2 separate regions of the Hordeum vulgare genome follow, and region 1 is linked to region 2. Evidence: chromatin contacts called from public Hi-C data. All regions are on one chromosome and are shown on one strand. The core of a region is the stretch at or near the end of the contact, and the rest is flanking DNA. Distances in the headings are between cores, read along the strand shown.

What was found. Hi-C and Micro-C count contacts between places; a contact is called where the count stands out from the background.
Region 1: a contact with region 2 is called in a Hi-C map of leaf, with 5 times the contacts expected there. The contact joins the enhancer-like site here to the promoter of LOC123398119 in region 2. A contact is called at or near these places in 4 of 6 Hi-C or Micro-C datasets (leaf and seedling).

Annotation. Positions count from the first base shown.
Region 1 is chr5H:437,890,113-437,893,425 of MorexV3_pseudomolecules_assembly, forward strand. No RefSeq gene overlaps it. Among protein-coding and RNA genes, the nearest start is that of LOC123398120, 200 kb to the left of the region's middle. Within about 2 kb of position 1,334, at least 2 of the 3 cell types and tissues checked have open chromatin away from gene starts, as enhancers often do. A contact at or near this core is called in leaf, where this site is marked.
Region 2 is chr5H:437,680,877-437,684,208 of MorexV3_pseudomolecules_assembly, forward strand. It overlaps LOC123398119 (zinc finger protein 2-like), which reads left to right and starts at 1,564. Exons shown (of 2, transcript XM_045092624.1): 1 at 1,564-2,170; 2 at 2,794-2,925. The coding sequence starts at 1,779. The coding sequence ends at 2,153.

The DNA.
Region 1 (3,313 bases), core at 84-2,583, 210 kb after region 2:
CCGTGAACCATTTTATGGCCATTACATATGTCGGCTACGATGGACAAAATAAGACAAGCGTGGGAAATAAAGATAAGATTCCAACGGATTTTCGTCCATGTATCATATGTTCAAACTAAGATCGGATCGATAGTCACGTGTTTTCCCGTTGGACATAGATAAAGTTTGTTCCACCATGTTCCTACATATGGTATTAAAATTAAGCATTAACCTGGCTTAAAACGACAACACACTTGGATAGCGAAGTATAGCCAGGGACCATTTTGTGGGCATTGCATATGGCAGCTAAGATTAAGGGAACTAGACAAGCGGGGCAAATTAAGATCAAGATTCGACGGATTTCCAGGATGCTACTAGTAGCATGCTTGTGTCCTATGTTCGGTTACATACTATGAAAGAATCCATATTTGTGTATTTCCCATTCAATATACATAAAGTTTGGACCACCATGTTATTATGTACTCCCTCGTTCCAACATAAGTGTCTCAAACTTAGTATAAGTTTGTATTAGAGCTAGTATAAAGCTAAATCATTTATTTTGAGACGGAGAAAGTACTAAGAATTAACTAAGAATTAACCTTGCTTAATTCTGCAACACATAGCGAGGCTGAACTTCAGGATACAAAGTGGAGCAGAAGGCAGTACTTCCTTCATCACAGTATATTGGACGTATCTCACAGGGCTCTAGGATCTAGATGTTTTTCTATTGGTAGGAAAAACCGAGCCGATGACCTGTAGAAACGCCTAATTAATCATAAAAGTGACGCATTAGTAAACCCCGTCCACTAAACGAGCGACTTCTTCGCATGGATTGGTGGAGACGATCTCCAAAACACCCCAATTAATAGCTAATTAATGTCATGCGCCTTATTTCCTTCTAGTTATGAAAAATTGTCATTTTGAAGATACGTCCAATATACTGTAATGGAGGGAGTACCAATGTTCATCACATATATTCATTTCAGATCCCGTGGATAGGATGTTTTTCTGTTGAAAATAATAAAACTGGCTTGATTTGTCAACAAATGAGTATTCAGATGTGAGATAGAAGAAATGGATGATGTAAACTAGGTGGAATTCCATTCATAAATATTTCCGTGCACCATGGAGTCCAATTTGCATGTTTTCGTGTAGATATTGTTTAAATTCAAATCCCTCGTAAGCTAAAGCAAGCATGGTGACTTCCAGAGATAATATTTAGTCCTAGCTTTTACTTAAGATTGCAAAAATATGGGATTCAGATTTGGAACGCGTCATATATTTGGTCTTATCTTTGCAGACACATGCACCGGCCGGTACCACCTTTTGAAGTTCTCTCGCTTTCGCCCGTTAGAGCTGACAGCCTTGTCCCTTTCAACCCGAACCAACCGCATGCATTTACAGGTGGAGCTATCCACACGGGACCCCACCACTGGAAAGTAACATCGAAAAAAGGATTGCAAGAGAGAAGGATAAGCCCTTGATAATTAAATATGACCACTCGAAACCAAAAAGATCCCTAGTAGCCATCATCCATAGCTATCAACTATGCTGTAGATTTGCTTGCTGAGTACCACAAGAGACGTTAAACTGGGGCTTGCAAGAAACACGTGCTTACATATGTAACAACCTCAAATATTTCTTATAGCTAAATATTCTATGTCAATTTTCTGAAACCACTTGATCTCCTCCTTGCACACGTTCTTGTTTATCATGATCATTATCCAGCTCGAATTTTAAACATGCAAAATTGTAGCATTGTACCTATTACTCACTCGAGTTTGTTTCGCTCAAAGCAAGTACAAAAAGGGTTAAGTCGATTTTCTCTTAGAAATAACATTCATTTTTTTAGTTTGAAGAAAGAGAAAAGGAGGGATTTTTTTAAGGGAACAACCTTTGTGTTACTGCCATGCATACAACCATTCATAGAAGTGAATGTATGTAGGTGTATATCAACTACTTGATTTGACTTAATAAATTGAGATTGTTACACAGAAGTGAATGTATGTAGGTGTACATCAACCATTTAAAGTCCTCAAATAAATGGTGGCCACACAATCTCGCTGCGCATAAATGCGAAAGTACCCTCAAACTGCTAAATACGACCTCCACCCATTACATGAATATGGATAAAGATATCTGTTTGTAGCCCTTTTTGTGTGAAGAATTTTGTAGCATTTCTAGCGTGTTAACATACATGTGAATACGGATAGAGCATCCAAGAGACCGGAACCATATTGTCTCTTCTTAGAGCATCTCCAACAGACGCCCAATATTAGCGCCGCGCCCAAAAAATCACAAGTTTTGTGCGCGCGGAGTTAAAAATAGCACTCCAACAGATGCTGTATAATAGAGCACGCCCTAAAAAATATTCAGCGCGCTGGGGAAAACTGAACGAGACGCAGTATATTTCGTGCGCGAGCTCGTGCGCGCTGAAGCTCCTCGCATGCGCCCGCTGCCGGCCACCTCGCATGCGCACGCCAGCCAGCCACCTCGCATGCGCACGCCAGCCGGCCACGGCCAAGGCCAGCAGGCCGCGGCGGCGGAACAGGTCGCGGCGGCGCGCGGCGGGGCAGCTCATGGCGGCGCGCGGCGGGGCAGGTCGCGGCGGCGGCGCGCGGCGGGGCAGGTCGCGGCCATGGCGGGGCGGGGAGGAGCAGGTCGCGGCCACAGCCACGGCGGCGAGTTGGGTGCGGATGATTTTGGGCGTCTGCTGGAGATGGTACGCACGTTAATATTTTTGAGCGGCTGTTGAAGATGTTCGTTCATCCGGCGCGGTAAAACGCTATTTTGACGCTGTAAATTTTTTTTAGCGCGCGGCTTGGTAGCGCTGGAGATGCTCTTAATTTGGTGTAGATATATAGCTACATCATGTGAACCGGCAAGTTTCGGGCCAAGATAAAACATTTACGCTGCACATGAGAACTTAAAACACTTGTGACGTGTTTGGTAGACCATGTATTATTTTTTTGCCTCCTTGCTTGCATATGTGACTTTTTTTGCGGGGTAAAAAGGAATTTTATTACTCAAGGAGGCCGTTCGGTCATGCAGAGGTTTACAATGCCGCGCAAGCCAGATCCCAACCACACCGCGATGCGAGGGGTACTACGACCATAAGCGGCAGGAGCATGACTAACAGTTTTTTGAGAGCAACTAATATGGGTAATAGTAGAAATCTTTCTAGGGTCATCTACAATTAACCTAAGATTCTCTTGCAACCAGCACAAGGTCGTTCGAGCAATCCACGGACGGCGAGTTAAGCATCGACACCGTCTTTCAGACTATCCATCTCAATGACAATCGGCAACTTAGTACGATGGAGGGCAAGAGCCAG
Region 2 (3,332 bases), core at 314-2,813:
GATCTTCACGAAGAGGTCCATCTAATGGTGACTTCCAATCTTTGAATTAATATTGATATAGCTTAAGCTACTTTTTATGATTGTGTCAATTTTTAGCATCAAAAGTACGTCTAGTGTCTCGGAATTACATTGTGTATCCAACATCCAAGAAAAAGAAATAAAATAGAGGGATGCTTAGCTATCAATGGTTAGACCGGCGATGACAAGACTTATTAGAAACAAGGGAAAGTAGTGGCTGCACCCACCTCCGACGCACCCACATAGTGAACAGTAAATTCAAAAAATAAATTGAAAACAAATAAAAAATTCTGAAACTTGGTGGATGGGATATTGAGCAAATGTTTTAGGAGCCTACAAAGTTTGGTCACCAAAAACATCAAATGATCTCCATACAGAACGAAATACAAATGATGCTCTGCGCCTATGATATTATTCACATGTTTTGAGAAAAAAATTGTTTCTTTATACAAATTTCCTTGGATGTTATTTCGCCACCAAATTTTGCAAGCACCTAAAATATTTGGTCATAATCACATCCATCAAGTTTCATTTGTTTTTTGAACGGGGGTGCAATGTGCTTGGGTGCACAAAAACCACTCTCTTTGAAACAAACCCTCAACATTATTTCTCTTTATATGCAGAAACTTCTGGCCTATTCAAATCAAGCATGGTAGTTAAAAAACACTATTTAGCGAGGTTACACGCAGTGAGGCGAGCGGAAGCCACACCGCCATCATCGCTTGACCTCTTGACTGGACCCAGGCAAACCTTATTATAATAGACAATTGATAAGTCGTCGTGCTAAAACCCCATAGAGCTAGTGGACCAGAGGAACAACCATTCTCGGGGAAATAAATCGTAGATTAGAAGGATCGAACCTGTATGCACCTAAGAAAAGACATGATCCAAATAGACCCATCGAAGACCAGCACCGACTAAATCCCACGAGATCCGACGGAGACAGAAGTCCACTCGTCCTTGGACCATGCTAGGCGCAACATCGAGACGAAGATAGAAGATGTGAGACATTATGCCTACCAAAGGACATTGCCGTCATCACAAAGTTCCAATTGAATTGTGAACCTAACAAGGACGAGAATGGAGTCCCTCATGCTAATGGGATAAGGACGTCCTCCGCACTTTCATGGCCCAAAGGCCATCAGAGATGGTACAGATCAGTGGCGTCGCCGATGGGAGGAGAAGGAATGCCTAAGGTCTTCTCTTGTGGAGGAGGAAAAAAGCTTTCAATGTTTTATTTCTTACATTAACAACCTTTTTTTTTGCAATCTTTCTAACCATTTGATTGATTTGTGGCGGTAAAACTCTCACGTGAATATTGCGGATACTTGAGCGAGCTCCGGGGCAAATGGTGACGGTCAGACCAGTCAGTGAACAGTTCTTTCTCTGTCATAGGTCCACAGCTTTCGGTCCAATATCCAGCGGACAGCAGTACCCCAATCTGCTGGCGTGCAATCCTATCCGTTTACTGGCAGATCCGTCGGTACATGAAATCTCTTGTCCCTTTCATCGTTTTCCTCTTTCTCACCCTGATAGATCCTGCACAGTACGTGTGTTCCTTGGAACAAGCGTACAATACTACTCTCGAACACCTAGTTCCTCTCCTGCTCTCTACTCCCTTCTAGGGTTGTGTTGTGGGCAAATTGGGGGCACCGCTGTACACATCAATTATCCCAGACAACCAGAGTACACAAACTAACTAGCTAGCTAGTTAGTTTGCACCACCTTTGCGCCTTTACCGTCCGCCGGCCGGTCGCCGTATGGAGTTCAACGGCGGCGAGGGAGAGGGCGACATCGACCTCAACCTCTCCCTGCATCGGGCATCGTCACCGGAGCCGCTTGGCTACTTCACCTGCACCTACTGCGACAAGAAGTTCTACTCCTCCCAAGCGCTGGGCGGCCACCAGAACGCCCACAAGTTCGAGCGCAGCGTCGCCAAACGCACGCGGGAGCTGGCCGCCGCGCGCCGCCACGGCCACGCGGGCCTGGTCGGCGCTGGCGAGGAGGCCAGCAGGAGAGGGAAGGACCCGACCAGCAATGCCGCGGGGAGCTCTTCGCACAGGAGGGCGTCGTCGCCGGAGACAGCTCGCCGGGACCTCATCACCGAGGAGATCGATCTGTCTCTCAAGCTCTGATATTACTGGATCGAGAGGTTCTTGTCACTGCAAACTTATTGTCGATTCGCCTTATTAATTCCTACTTCAGTTCGTGTGATGTCTTTCTCATTTTGTGTCGAGAATTAAACCTTGCATAGAGCTTCTTCTTCCTTGTGTTCTTTTGCTAGCTTTTTTTGTTTCTGGGTCACGGTTTAGTAGTATTTACTATTTACTATATACTCCTACGTACTCATGAGCAAGGCAAATATTTATGATGAGATGCACTGCTGCAGAATGGCCGCATGCGGTATGTTACAAAGTTACTGCCTAATTGTTACAAGGATGAAAATAGCATATTACTAGGCGAGACATGGACACATGCAGTACAAGCCATGCAGCGAAGCAGCTGCAGGCGTAGCATCATAGCCTACAGATAGCTAAGGCTCATCAATAATTCTTGTAAAGCAAATCTGTGGGTGGTTCTCTGTAGGTGTGTGGTCCAGTCGGCCTTCCAATAGGATAGGATCCCCCTGTCGCTGCTGCTGCTTGTTCTGTACCGTGCATAAAACACGTGACTTATTACCTTCCTCTGTCGTTATTGGGATAGTGATACCAACTGAATAACTGTAATAATTTGAAGTGATGGGGAGGTTAACAGGTGGTTGTGCTGATGTTGCAGAAGGGAAAAGCTTGTGGAAGAGGAAAAGGCAGCTTGGAATAAAATCCCAATAAATTCTTCTGTATGTCTTTTTTGAAAAGCCAATTCTTCTGTATGTTGATGTCCACATCGAAACATCCATCTCTTCTGGTTGCGGATAAATATATATCATAATCAAATGATTACTGTATTATGGTAATCAGTTTTGTTTAGCCAATTTTTAATACTTGTTTATTTGGCTTACTATACTTTCAATAAATAAATTGAACATACATATCTTGTTGCATCCACATCTATGAAATTGATAGCACACCCTCACAGGCACTAAAGAGTATACACTCTCCATGACTTCTTTACAGTTAGCCTGAACATAAGTGCTGTAGAGACAAGCACAAAACAATCAGACTTGAAAGGCTACCGGACTTTCACAGAATGGTGGAATTATTAGCACATCGCCGACCCTGCGACAAATCTTTTTCTTTTTTGCGAGGCCATGCGACAGATCTTTTAAGGACGACAATGGTACATTCTCTTTTTGCCCCATTAATTGATTATAGTTA